Regions from separate parts of the Sus scrofa genome. Here region 1 is linked to region 2. The links are chromatin contacts, called in public HiChIP or PLAC-seq maps. All regions are on one chromosome and are shown on one strand. The core of a region is the stretch at or near the end of the contact, and the rest is flanking DNA. Distances in the headings are between cores, read along the strand shown. Region 1 overlaps LOC106508546. Region 2 overlaps LOC106508546.

The links. HiChIP or PLAC-seq counts read pairs in DNA pulled down with a chosen protein or histone mark.
Region 1: an H3K27ac HiChIP or PLAC-seq map of skeletal muscle shows a contact between it and region 2. The contact joins two enhancer-like sites. A contact is called at or near these places in 5 of 47 Hi-C or Micro-C datasets (heart right ventricle, liver and skeletal muscle) and 2 of 2 datasets of contacts at active chromatin or transcription factors (alveolar macrophages and skeletal muscle).

What each region holds. Positions count from the first base shown.
Region 1 is chr13:181,054,078-181,060,393 of Sscrofa11.1, reverse strand. The region is part of intron 3 of LOC106508546; the gene reads right to left. Among named protein-coding and RNA genes, the nearest start is that of MIR99A, 250 kb to the left of the region's middle. Within about 2 kb of position 3,618, at least 35 of the 83 cell types and tissues checked have an H3K27ac peak or open chromatin away from gene starts, as enhancers often do. A contact at or near this core is called in liver and skeletal muscle, where this site is marked.
Region 2 is chr13:180,976,012-180,982,443 of Sscrofa11.1, reverse strand. The region is part of intron 2 of LOC106508546; the gene reads right to left. Among named protein-coding and RNA genes, the nearest start is that of MIR99A, 320 kb to the left of the region's middle. Within about 2 kb of position 1,298, at least 37 of the 83 cell types and tissues checked have an H3K27ac peak or open chromatin away from gene starts, as enhancers often do. A contact at or near this core is called in liver and skeletal muscle, where this site is marked.

The sequences.
Region 1 (6,316 bases), core at 2,369-4,868, 76 kb before region 2:
GGAATATGGAACTCAATCTGAGCCATATAAGCTAACATTAACTTGGAGTAAATATGTTGTACCTCTGATTATTTTTGTTTCATTTATTGATACCTGCTTTCGTTAGTGGGCTGTATACCTAGCAGTAAGACAGTGAGGCTATTTCTGATATGAACAAGCGCATCACTGAAGAAGAAAACAAAACAGCAAATAAAACAAACACCAGCACAGATTGGTAGCACCAGGGTGGCATCTGGTCATCCTGATGTGCATTCACCTCCCATTGGAGAGGTTGATTAACCCCCCCGAATGGCACTTTTAGATCAGAGGCTAGGAACTGAATGCAGCTTGTACATAGTGTGAGTTCCCACAAAGAACATAGTTATTGCTGTGAGGTGCTTCTTTTTGTTGATGTTATTGCACATGGGTTGTTTTTAATTTTTAAAATGAGGCTACTGCTAATTATGGATTTTGACACAGCTTGGAGTGATGAAGAAACTGATTACAATTATAAAAGACTTCTGGGGCCAGAGAAGTCAGAGATGCTAACTACAACCCATGCTACTCCAGCAGTGCCTTTATGGTTGTCAAGTATGATTATGTGAGAAGTAGACTAGATTTATTAGTTGATTTTTTGTTTTTTTTTTTTTTTAACTATAGGATTTAAATGCCCATGGATGTGGCTCACGGTATTACCAGAGTCCCATTTCCTCTCTTGTGTTTTCCGTGTACACTTCGAATCCTCAAGAAAGAAAACCCCCGTTGCATTGTACACTCCAGAGTCTATAAGGCAGGATGAATAAAAAAGAAAAAAAGATCTTCCCAAAGTAACTTTTAGAATACTTTCTCATTTTTAAACCTAAAAGTCCGTTTTGACCTTGTCTATTTTTCATAATCTGTATATTTGATAAGAGACAGAGGATATATTGCATATCTGCCAATAGGGTGAAAAAGGAACAAACTGAATTTTGCTTTGAGGAATTTATTTTCCAGAGAACAAAACAGAGAGAAGAGAAAAAGAACCTTTGTTTAATGTTATGGGGTCACCTATTGAGATACAGCATCTAAACATAGTTTATGTTGGAATTCTGCCCCCTCATGAGTATTCTTCATTTAGGAGAAGTGCATTTATTCCAACACATTACAAAAGAGCCCGAATGGGTATTCAAATAACTGCTGTAAATCAAAAGATTCTCTTTTTAAGGAAACAATCATAGATTTTTATAGTTTTTGTGCTTTGCTATGGACTTTCTAAAATGATAGAAAGATTCTCATTTGTGCCCCCCCCAACCCCACTATTGAATTGTTCTGGTTTTGTACAGTGTAGAACAATCCTGCAATAATAAAACATTTCAACTTTGTACAAAAGGTGAAGCTTTCCATTTGAAGTTGTTCTTGAACAGAAAAAGAAAAAAAAAAAAAAAAAAAAAAAACAGAAAATGGGCTGACAGCTTTAGAAAATTTAAACAATTCCCCTTGCCAAGATACGTATTTCGTGAGTTTTCTTTAATTTCAGATTTGGTGCATATGTGTCATGCTAACAATGAATGCTTTCAATTTCAGAGTTCAGTTTCTTCTCTCCCTGCTTAAACCAATCTTCACCTTTTAATAGGCAATTATTTTCCTAATCACTTCTTAAAAACTTTTTTCAGAACTGTGAGGCACTAAGCTCCAAGTTATACATTATGGTTGCTTTTAAAACAAACTGAGTTCACTGTAAACTGCAAAATGCACCGGATTGGTAAAAGTACCATAGAACAAGGAAAAGAAGCAAGGAGGCTATACCTCAAAGTATTAGAAAACTTCCATAACTTACAAATTCATACAGATCACAGGTGAATTGGATGAGAAGAATTCTTTTAAAAATGAGCAAAGTAGTATTGACTGTGATTGTTTTAATAGGATATACAGAGTTGTAATATTTTCTCCCATCGGCATTAAACCTCACTTCACAAAATAGAATATTCTCTCATTTTCTCTTTTTATAACCTGTCAACCACATGGAACACAATCTTCTAAATTTAAAAGCAAAGCATAAAACTAAGCTCTTATAATCACAACTATTCATATATATTTTCATTTGAAATATAAGTGCTTCAAAAACCATTTTCTTGTGGCAAAAAAAAAAACTAGTTAGAAAACAAACAAAAAATGCTATATTTTATGATATCTCTATCAGGCATGAAAAGAAAGACAATGGATCCAGTCCTGTGATACCTTACCAAAACACTTTAGCAGTGCTAATTTCAATGTTGCAGACACAAACAGAATAATAAAAATGCATGTGGCTCAGGAGTTGGAATTACAACTGTGATATTTTAAGGATGATTCCACTGGATTCAATTCAAATCCGAAAGATCAATTGATGTTTCATGAACCCAACAAATCTATAATAAAGCTTCCTTCTATTTCAATATTTTAAAATTAATTTACAACTAGCTGTTTAAAAGATTTAATTATTAATAGAAGCATTTTATCTAATGGATTTTTTTTAAAGTTGCACTTGATTTTATGTACCAATGATTCAATATAGAAGGTAGAATATAGAACATGGCTGAGCCAATACTGCAAAGATCCTAATTAGTATCATGCTATAGAAAAACAATGAAGTGATTCTGTCACCAATTACTGACAATTAGCCTAAGTACAACAGTTAATTTCATGGAAATAAAACCATTATAAAATGAAAGGAACAAAGCCTATCATAATTAATAGCATTTGCCTGCATTCCTCTACTGGCTATTTAATTCATGAACTATAAAAGTTTGAAACAACTTGAACAGCTAAACACATACACAAAATTCAAGAGTCTGTGTATCTGGATTTTCCAATTTTTAAGAATCTGTGGAAACGTAATTTAGCAACCGAATTATGTTTATCAAATATTTATCCCCAAACTTTAATATATCTGACACCTGGAATGTGCATTTGTTAGGTGATAAAATGTAGTATATTAAATTACAAAGAAATATCTTGTGATAGTTTGTTATGATCCTGTTTTAATGCATCTAGATAAAATAGTGAACTGCCAATAATTGCTGAAATATTACAACGTTAAAAGTCCCTGACTCCCTTGCACTTTTGTCTCACTCAAACTTTTCACTTGCTTCTTTCTTTAATGTAGCTAGGTTGTCTGTGCTCAGGAGCATGGGGGTGGCTGGCTTGCGCCCCCATGTCAATTTCATCTCACGCCTTAACTCTGCCACAAGTTTCAGAGTTGCAGTGTCATAAGGCATCATGAAGTCAAGTCAAGCTTTAAAATGTTGTTCTGGCTTCTCTTAAAGCTGAAAAGGATTCATTTTTCAAGGTACCTACCAATCAACAAAGTAAAAACAATTCAAGGCCAGTGACTTTTAAAGCCAAACTTCACAAAATGCACCCTTGCTTATGTTTTTCTAGTTTCAACAAGTTCTGAGAACAAAACTTTAAAACCTAAGAAAACAGGGCTATAGGCTACTGCCTAATAAACGGCCATGTCAATTTTAAAACTTTGGGTACACAAATGAAAACATTCTAGAGGTTTTTGGCCATGCAGAGATAAGATCCTCTCTGGGGAGACGACTAGAAACTGCTGGGTCTTTTGTGCAGACTCCTGGAATGTGCTTGCTTTTCATTTCTTTCTTTGTGTCTGGCACACTGGCCTCACAGGCAGTGTCTTAAGCCATGCAGGGTCAGGGCAAACAGAGAACAGCATTCATGGACAGATCAAGTTTATGTGAGAATCTGCTCCTCCGCTGCCCTCAATCTCCATATGAATTGTTAATAAAATCTTAGCCTGAAAGCTCATCACCCCAACAGTGGGGAAGTCATGCAGAGAATCCTCTAGTTCAGAAAAACAAGATTTCTTTATCTTTTTCATCCTTCGCCAGCATTCGTGGGAATTCTGCCATGTAACCTCTTCCTGAACCCCCTCCCCCACCCCCACCTCTCTGCACAACTCACTTGGTCGCACCTGATCATCAGGGAAGGCGGGGAGCTAAAAAGACAAAAGAAACATTCTGACACCCACAGCAAATCTACCACAACATCAACTTTGCCGCTGCAGTAATTTGCTGCTGTAAAAACCTTCAGGCAAAAGGAAATATCAATGCTTAATTTTTTCCAGTTTGTGTCAAACAGCTAGAAAGACTTTCCCATAGCTTTATGACACCGCATGAACTAGAGAGCCACAGATAGAATAAAAGGTCACATAGAAAGTGAAGAACAGTCATACCCTAATTAACTTGATCTCTCCATGCAAATACTGGACAGGAACAAGACTCGATGCAATGTTGCAGGCAATCTTGCAGTGTATCTTCTAACCTTGCTACAGGCTAGCTGGGCCTCTTGTTTCCTCTGCTTTTGCTCCCTGCAAACTGTTTTAATATCGAACGCCTTTCAGAGGGATGGGCTGATGAACGAAAACATGAATTTCCTGCTGCCCTTTAAGGTGGGTTAAAGGGGGTGCTAGCAATCAATTACAGAACAAAAGAACAACAACAACAAAAAAAATGACTTAAGAATCTAAGGAGTGAAAGTGTTACATTCTTTCCAGTTTATTTTTTTAAACTAAGTGCTTCATTTTTATTCACCCTTATCATGAATAGTAAAGAATATCTATTTCATTACAAACTGAAAGTTTACCCAGTACCACCTGAAGTCAATCTATTTTCTGCTCCAAAAGTCTTTAAATGTACTTAACTTCCATTTCACCTTGAAAATGATTTTACGGGGAATAAAAAAGTTTAAAATTTCATTGTACATTCATTTAAAATCTGTGCTTCAGATTTTCGAACTGTTGTTAACATGCAGGTGCATTTCAGAATAAAGAGTTATATTTTCTGTTCCAATTAATATCTTCACCCTAGTAAATCTTTGTTCCCTCATTTTATTTTGGTCAATAAAGCAAAATTAACTTCTAAACTCTTTGCACATAAATTGTTCCACGATATCTTTCACTAAACTTTTCTTTCCTATACTTGAATATGTCAAAAAAAGTTGAATATCATTTTAAAACAAATATTCCTAAAGTATACATAAAGAAATGTGAATTGACTAAATATAAGGCACATTTTTACCACTATATATCTTGAAATGCTATTAGGTAATACTTGAGAAGATAAAAATACATGAACACACGCAGACTCTCACACACATAGTTTCTTAAAAACAAGCAAAGTAAAAGGAACACAAGACACTTCTAAACCACTCACATAATAAAGTCATATAAATGTATTATGTAACCTATCTAAAACAAAGTCATTATTATAAATAGCACATTCATTTGCTCTCTATCCATAGGTGTCACTTTAGTATGTAAAACATGGAAATCCATAGTTCAAGGAATTCTCTTACATAAAATTTGAGCCACAGACGCTTAATAAAAATTCAATACAAAAGTAAATTTATTTCTATATTAAATGGTCCCAGTACCTTGTGAAATTCTATTTAGGTACTATGACTTTAGAAATTCATTAAAGACACAATGGAACTACAAATGCAAAATAATGTTCAATATTTTTCTTTAACATTGATGTAAGTCATTATTATAATTAATGTGAATCAAACTATTTCTAGAAACAGAAATTCCAATTGTTCTTCACAAGTTATCTAAGCAAAATTAATCTTTAAATATATAAAAGTCAGTAATTCAATGAATGTTAAAGAAATACTTGTAAAGTGATACAAATATGTGAAAAGAGTTATTTTGTAAAATGGAGAATGATCTGAAATATATATCAGTCTTGTATGAAATAATAACTCAATAAGCTAATTTTATAGCAATGAGTTTAATAATTAAATAGGGCTAAGTGAAAGTCAATAATTTTTATTCATAAGACTGTGTGTTACTGAATTAAATCACCTTAAAACTTTATTGTGTTGGTGTACACCTTTAATTGCCGAAGGAATAGCAATATTTTAGTGCAGAATGCGTATTACCAAACCTCAGTTTCTATCGTGATTGGTATTTTCTGAGAAGCAGGTATTAACGGTTTGGTCAATTGGGAGTTTGCTCTTCGAAATATGTGTTTTCAAAACATTAGTACAGTTAACTCTAGAGTAGGGCTCCTCATTAATTTCCACTGGGACCTGCACTCTGTGACAGGGTGAAGGAAGAGGCATAGTTGAACATGCTTGCAACTCTGAGTCATGGAATAGTACAATAGTTCTTTTTTTTTTTCCTCTCTTTCTGGAAACTCTGTGAGCCACAGAGAGGACCTGTTCCTGAGTAATAGTCTGGAGGTGGTAATGACATGTAGAAATTGAGAACTCTAATCGTGGATCATGGTTTAGTGGTTAACGAACTCGACTGGACTCCTTGAGGATTTGGGTTCGATCCCTGGCCTTGCTCAGTGGG
Region 2 (6,432 bases), core at 49-2,548:
AAATGATTATTCAAAATGGGTATTACAGAGGTGCTCTTTAAAAAGTTTAAATGAATATGAAACACAATAACAATGCAGACCTCTATATTCTATCAAATCAGCAGGATGGAAGACACAGTTTTCACTTCATTCATTTGGTAACATCTAATGCAGTCACTTTGTTAATAAAAATGCTTTTTAAACAAAGTCAACAATAGCGATAATATTTGGAACTCATTAAAATTATAATACTGAATTTGCAGTTTTTGCAGAAGAATCTCTTCTGTAACATTCTAGTAATACTTCCCCTAGATTCTGATTTTTTTTTTAAAGAAACACATTTAAAATAGGACTATAAGTATGGCTAAACTAAGAATTAAGCACGATTTACTCTCAGGTATTTTTCCCCAGGAAAAGCAAGCTTACTAATTGCCAAGATATTTGCACTGAAATAAAAACCACTTGGTATTGTTTCGAGATAATTATTATTTTAAAAAAAATGTGCAAAATTTCTGCAGTGAAATGTGATCAAACAAGACAGAAAGAAACAAAAGAAGTTTGCATGCTGCTTCTCGAAAGAAGCTTAAATAATCCTTTGCCAGGAATAACAACCATAAACTATAAGAAGGCAACTATTGGAATCAAAACACACTTACTTTTTAATATGTAAAGATGCACTTTTTCCCTATTTTAGATTAAAAATAAGAGGACAACCCAGTGAGTCTTGCTGGCAGTCAGATAACACACAGGCCCTGACCCTTTAACTCTCTGGAATTCTCACACAAAGCTCTTTTCATACAGACTGTGCTATATATTCCTGAGATAAGGCGGCAAAATGTGAAGCCGTGGAGAAGTGACACAAAGTTGGACTAAGTGAAATGTTTACATGTATTGTCACACCGCTGTTCCTTCATTACCTATTCCACCCCTGATTTGCCTAAAACAATATTTATTCAGGTTGGAGAGACGCATGATTTAAACAAAAGGACAATTTTAAGAAAAAGGACACCAAGACAATACAAATATTGTGTTTCTCTGTTAGCATTGCCAAGTTTAATGTGAGATCAAGCAGAAACAAAACCAGATCACTTAGAACTTTTAAGAAAGGCTCCTGCTATCATTCCCTTCAAAGCACAACAGATTTCTCTACTTGTTTTACAACACAGAAAGTAGACTTTAAGTAATATCTTAAATCTGCACTCACCATGCGAAAGCAACGGTTGCGTGGCGTAAAAGTGTGCTATTTTCTGCCCCTGTTCCATTTCAGTTTTGCCTATAGTTGTCCAACACCCAATAGCCCAGAGCTGCCACCCAGAGGCCCCTTCCACGAGCTGGCTTATTTGCCTGTCAATCTGAGTCCTGGCTTCTGTATTATGCGGCTGTGCACTTTGCTGAAGTTCTAATATCATTTCCATACGCTCCCCACCGCCTGAAGTAGGTAATTGGTTCTTTCAGCTCAATAAATACTCAGGTCACTTTTCGGGTAACTCTGAGATCAGGCTTTAAGTTGTCCACCTTCAAGTGAAAGAGTTCTTGGTTGGTGGGTGGAGAGAAGTAAGCTCACTACAGGGGAACTCAAAGTGTATTCACAACGCAGAGAAACTTCCTCTCTTTTTTCCTTCCTTGCGAGGCTGAGCTGCTAGTGACTCTCACAGAACTTAGGAATGTAAAGGGAGGACGCAAAGAGGCCCCTCCAGACAAGCCTTTCTCAATCAATTAGCTTGCAGCCATTACTTGTGACCTTAGGTCACACAGCATAAGTGTGTGGGGTGTGCCTTCGGGGGTCCCAAGGCTACTTATTACCGCTAAGATAACCAAAGCCAAGCAGACACTGGAATCTAGAAGTATTTTTAATAGAAAATATGCTAAAGATATGAAATAGTCCAAAGGTGAATTTCAAGTTTCTTTTTGCAGGAGAAACTATTAATTCAAAGATTTTTTTTTTTTTTCTGTTAAGAAGTCTCCAAATAATATATATTTTTTTCCACATTGGATCAAACAGGATTTAGAACCAAGCAGCAAGGCATTTCTTTTATATTAAATTTCAAGCTGGGAATATGGAAATGACAAAATAATTAATGCATCATAGAGTCACAGATATCACTTAATCACTTGGTTCCTAGGTTTTGTTTTAGGTTTTTTTTTTTTTTTTTGGCTTCTGACTTACCACACCTAACTGCAAAGTTAACCTATTATAAACAAAGTTCTTTATGCTTAATAACATCAAAATCATATCATTTGGGGAGATAAGAATGGTTATTTTAAACTCTTTCAAGTTTTCATATTAATGTCATGCTTTCTCTTATTCTAGTAACTCATTACACCATAATTTTGTTTTGTTCTCTAGTTAAGACAAACATTCCTCTCTTTCAAATATATGTAAAAATGAGGGCTAAACATAACCAAAAAAATGAAGCACTAAAGAGAAATGCAATCTTTTAAAACTTCAGGTTTGTTTAAACTTCATATATTAAGTTTGCTTGTCCCTTGAAAACACCTTAAAAATAGCCACTATATTATCAACAAGTTAATGACAGAAATATCAGGGAATTGTATTTCAGATCAAGTTCATGCTTTGGGATAATACAATCCAATTAAAAGCACATATTTTATACTGACTATATGGACAATCACTCCCCCCCCCACTGTCCTGCAATAGCTATCATTCAAAGGTGGATTTGCCACACCCACATTTTCTCACTCTGTTTACTCTGTGATGACACAAAACATCATCTGGTGCGGCCCTGTATAGGAATGGCAGTATTGCATATGGATGCTGAACTTAGCATTTCCATCCCATTAACCTTTACTTGGTCAATGGAATTATCTTCAAATTGGATACTGTCTGAATAAAATAAAACAAACAAACCAAAAATCCAAGAAGGAATAAAACAGGTGAGACAAGTAGGATCAGATAATAGTATCTAGTCAATAGGATTCATTTTTAAAATTGTAGTGATAGAAAATATAGTAATTAAAAGTATTAAAATCTGGGAACTATATCTAGTCACTTATGATGGAGCATGATGGAGAATAATGTGAGAAAAAGAATATATAGGCATGTGTGACTAGGTCACCTTGCTGTACAGTAGAAAATTGACAGAACCCTGTAAACCAGTTATAATGGAAAAAAATTTTAAAATATCATTAAAAAAAAAGGGTGATAAAATCAATTATGGGTGGGGGTTAGGGCAGAAATGGGTTTCCATTTTCTCCAATATACAGTAGGAGTCATTGATCAGTTTGAAAAGGGAGGTTGGCACAGCCTCTAAGTTTAAAAAAATAAAATAAATACAAATATCAAATTATTATGTTGTACACCTAAAACTAGTATAATTTTATGTCAAAACTATATCTCAAAAAATCAAACCTCCCGCAAAATTCTTTTCCCATGTAGTAACAGTATTAAAATAAAATTAAATTTAAAAGTTAATAATAATAGTAATAATAACAACAACAATGAAAATGTCTTGGCACCTTTTGGTGATTTAATTATGGTGGTTTTAATATTGAAAATAAGTATTATTCCAAAGCATTTGGGGCTACTGAAGCAATAGACATGTAGAAAATCAAGAATTCTAATTACTTCTCGAGAGATACTTAGTCTTCAAAATTTCTATGATTCGGTTTCTGTAATTCTATATTCTATTTTCATTTGTTATGAAGAACAACTTTGTTTTCCTGTTTCCTTTTTCAAAACTAACAACTACCTCCTAACAGTCAATCTACAAGGTCACGAGCCTTCAATGATAGACGTCTACAGTCATCAGCTCAAGGATCTGGCCTCTTTTGCAACAGTTTCTGCATACACAAAACAAAGGACTTTCTAATAAGTGAAGAAAGGTCACTAATAACCTAAATAAAATGTAAAAGATACACCAGCTTTTCTAAGAGTTTTGGTGATTTCATAGTCTAGAACGTATTCATTTTATGGACAGTTGACTAAGACAACCATAGACATATCTGAATTATGCACAGGTTATGAAAAGAATCCCTTTTGTGAAAGTGTGGTCTTTTACATTAAAAAGAGTACAACCAAGATACTACTGAAAATAGTTTGTCAACTTGACCCCTATCTAACTTCATTTTATGGAGAAAAAAAATCTACTACTCTAAATGTGACGGTAATTTAATCAAATATCGTAGATAATGTTTGCTAAGTTCAACTAATTTGAAAAAGATCTTAATACCTTAGATAACTTTACCTCCAAAACCCTCATTTATATTCAGAAACACCAAGTTGGGATACTTGAAAGAAATTTAAAAGTATCTTTCAATTAATGAAAAAGCCATTCAAAATGATAGTATATAATATTTCTATATGAAGTTAAAAGACATAATTTCCAAGGACTGCATAATAATAAAATATTATTATGTGGTGTTTTCATTTCCCACAATAATTCTATTCTACATCTAGGCATTTTTCCCTGTGACACTTGGGATGGCATTCACTTTTGAATAGAAGAATAGATGAACTATAATGAAAAGCTTGAAAAACATTACTATCAAACTTACAGTTTTTTAGGATATCGAATTAGCAATCTGCCATCATAAGTTGGTTTCAGCCAACTTTCTATTAAAACACCCACACAGAAAAACACATCTTACAACAATCCTAAAAACTAAGATTAATAGAGACAATTTCTTTACCATTCTTCTAAAGCTAATGATATTGACATACAAAAATAAAAAAAAAAAAAGGTAGTCTATGCACATAGATAGAGTAGTCCTTTTCAAAGTCAAGAAAGTATTTCAACATTCTTGATTGACTGCATTCAGATTCATGAACACTTTGTACCCCAAGCCTGGATTACCATGATTTTATTGGGTGTCAATAGAAGTTACTGCTTCTTGGAACAAATAGTATCCTCACAGCACCATCTTTTCCTGTGTTGGCATGAGTATTTGAAAACTGGAGGAGAGAGAAAAGACTGGCATAAATTCCCTACATTCTCCAAAACTTCGTTAAAGCAATGTAGGTGGTAGCAAAGGAAGGAAGATAGTGGAGAAAGGCACGTGTTAAAAATTGCAACTTTTTTCTGCTTGTCAAACAACAAGGTTTGGGACACAGGAGACCATCCTTACTTTTTAAAGAGCAGAGTCAGTCTCTATGTATGCTTCCTAGTCACTAACTGGGAGGTCTGCACACAACCTGTCACCCAGATGAGGAGATCAGGATTTAGTCAGCAAGAAGTGGATGGTAAGAAAACAGGTGTCATCCCATTGTAAACATGACATTGGCCATACCAAGGCTAACTTAGTGTTGAGCAAATAGAAAAAAAAATGTAAAATGGTGGCCTATATAAAAATATGAGAGAGAAAATGTGAAAAGATTATCAAAAGGAAAGCAATAACTGAATACAACATCTATTAAAGCAGACATTTTAAATACAATTCTTGAAGACAGGGCCTCTATGAGATAAGAAGAAGAAAATGACCTAAAATAAAAACAGAAAAATACAATGGAAATAGACTATTTTAAAAAGAAAAGAGAGTATACTGGATAAAGAAAAAAAAATAAAGTGAGAATAAGAAAAGAAACTCCAAAAAAAAAAAAAAAATCATGGGCATGATAAGAGGGACAAACTTTAAAAAGTAAGAAGACAAGTTTGAAGTCTATAGCAACAGTGTGGGTGAGCTCACTAGAAAAAAAATCTTAAAATATTCAACTTCACACATTTTCTCTAAGATGTCATGAAACATAAGGGAAATTTGAAAGTATGTTATGAAAGAAGGAAAGTACCTATAAAAATATGAAAAATATCAATGCACAAGGCATATAGGCTCTGGCACATTGTTTTAAAGAACAAACACCTTGATGAACAAATAATTCCAAGAAAAACAAAACAAAACAAAACAAAACAACTAAAGCAACATTGATACAGTATGAAGTTTTCCTATTATTTGACAATTCTAAAATCAATATTCTTTTTTTTTTTTTTTTTTTTTTTTTTTTTTTTTTTTTTTTATGGTCCTGCTGCATATGGAGATTCCCAGGCTAGGGGGTCGAATTGGAGCTGTATCTGCTGACTTAGGCCACAGCCACAGCAATGACAGATTCAAGTCATGTCTGTAACCTACACCACAGCTCATGGCAACGCCGGATCCTTAACCTACTGAGCAAGGCCAGGGATTGAACCTATGTCTTCATGGTTCCTAGTTGGATTCGTTTCCACTGAGCCTCGATGGAAACTCCTAAAATTAAAAATATTCTAAGTGGGTTATTCTATGCTTATGAATGTATAAATTGGAACAAACTTTCTGGAAAGCAACCACTTTATATTCAGAAAAATTCTTGCATTTTCTTTTTAGTTATCTATTTATTGAACAAATATTTATTGATTACATACTAAATGCCCAGTATTGTTTGAGGCACTGGGGATAAAATGCATAAAAAAAACAGAATTTCTGTTCTCATTTAGCTTAAATTCTAGGAGATAAAGACAGACAAGA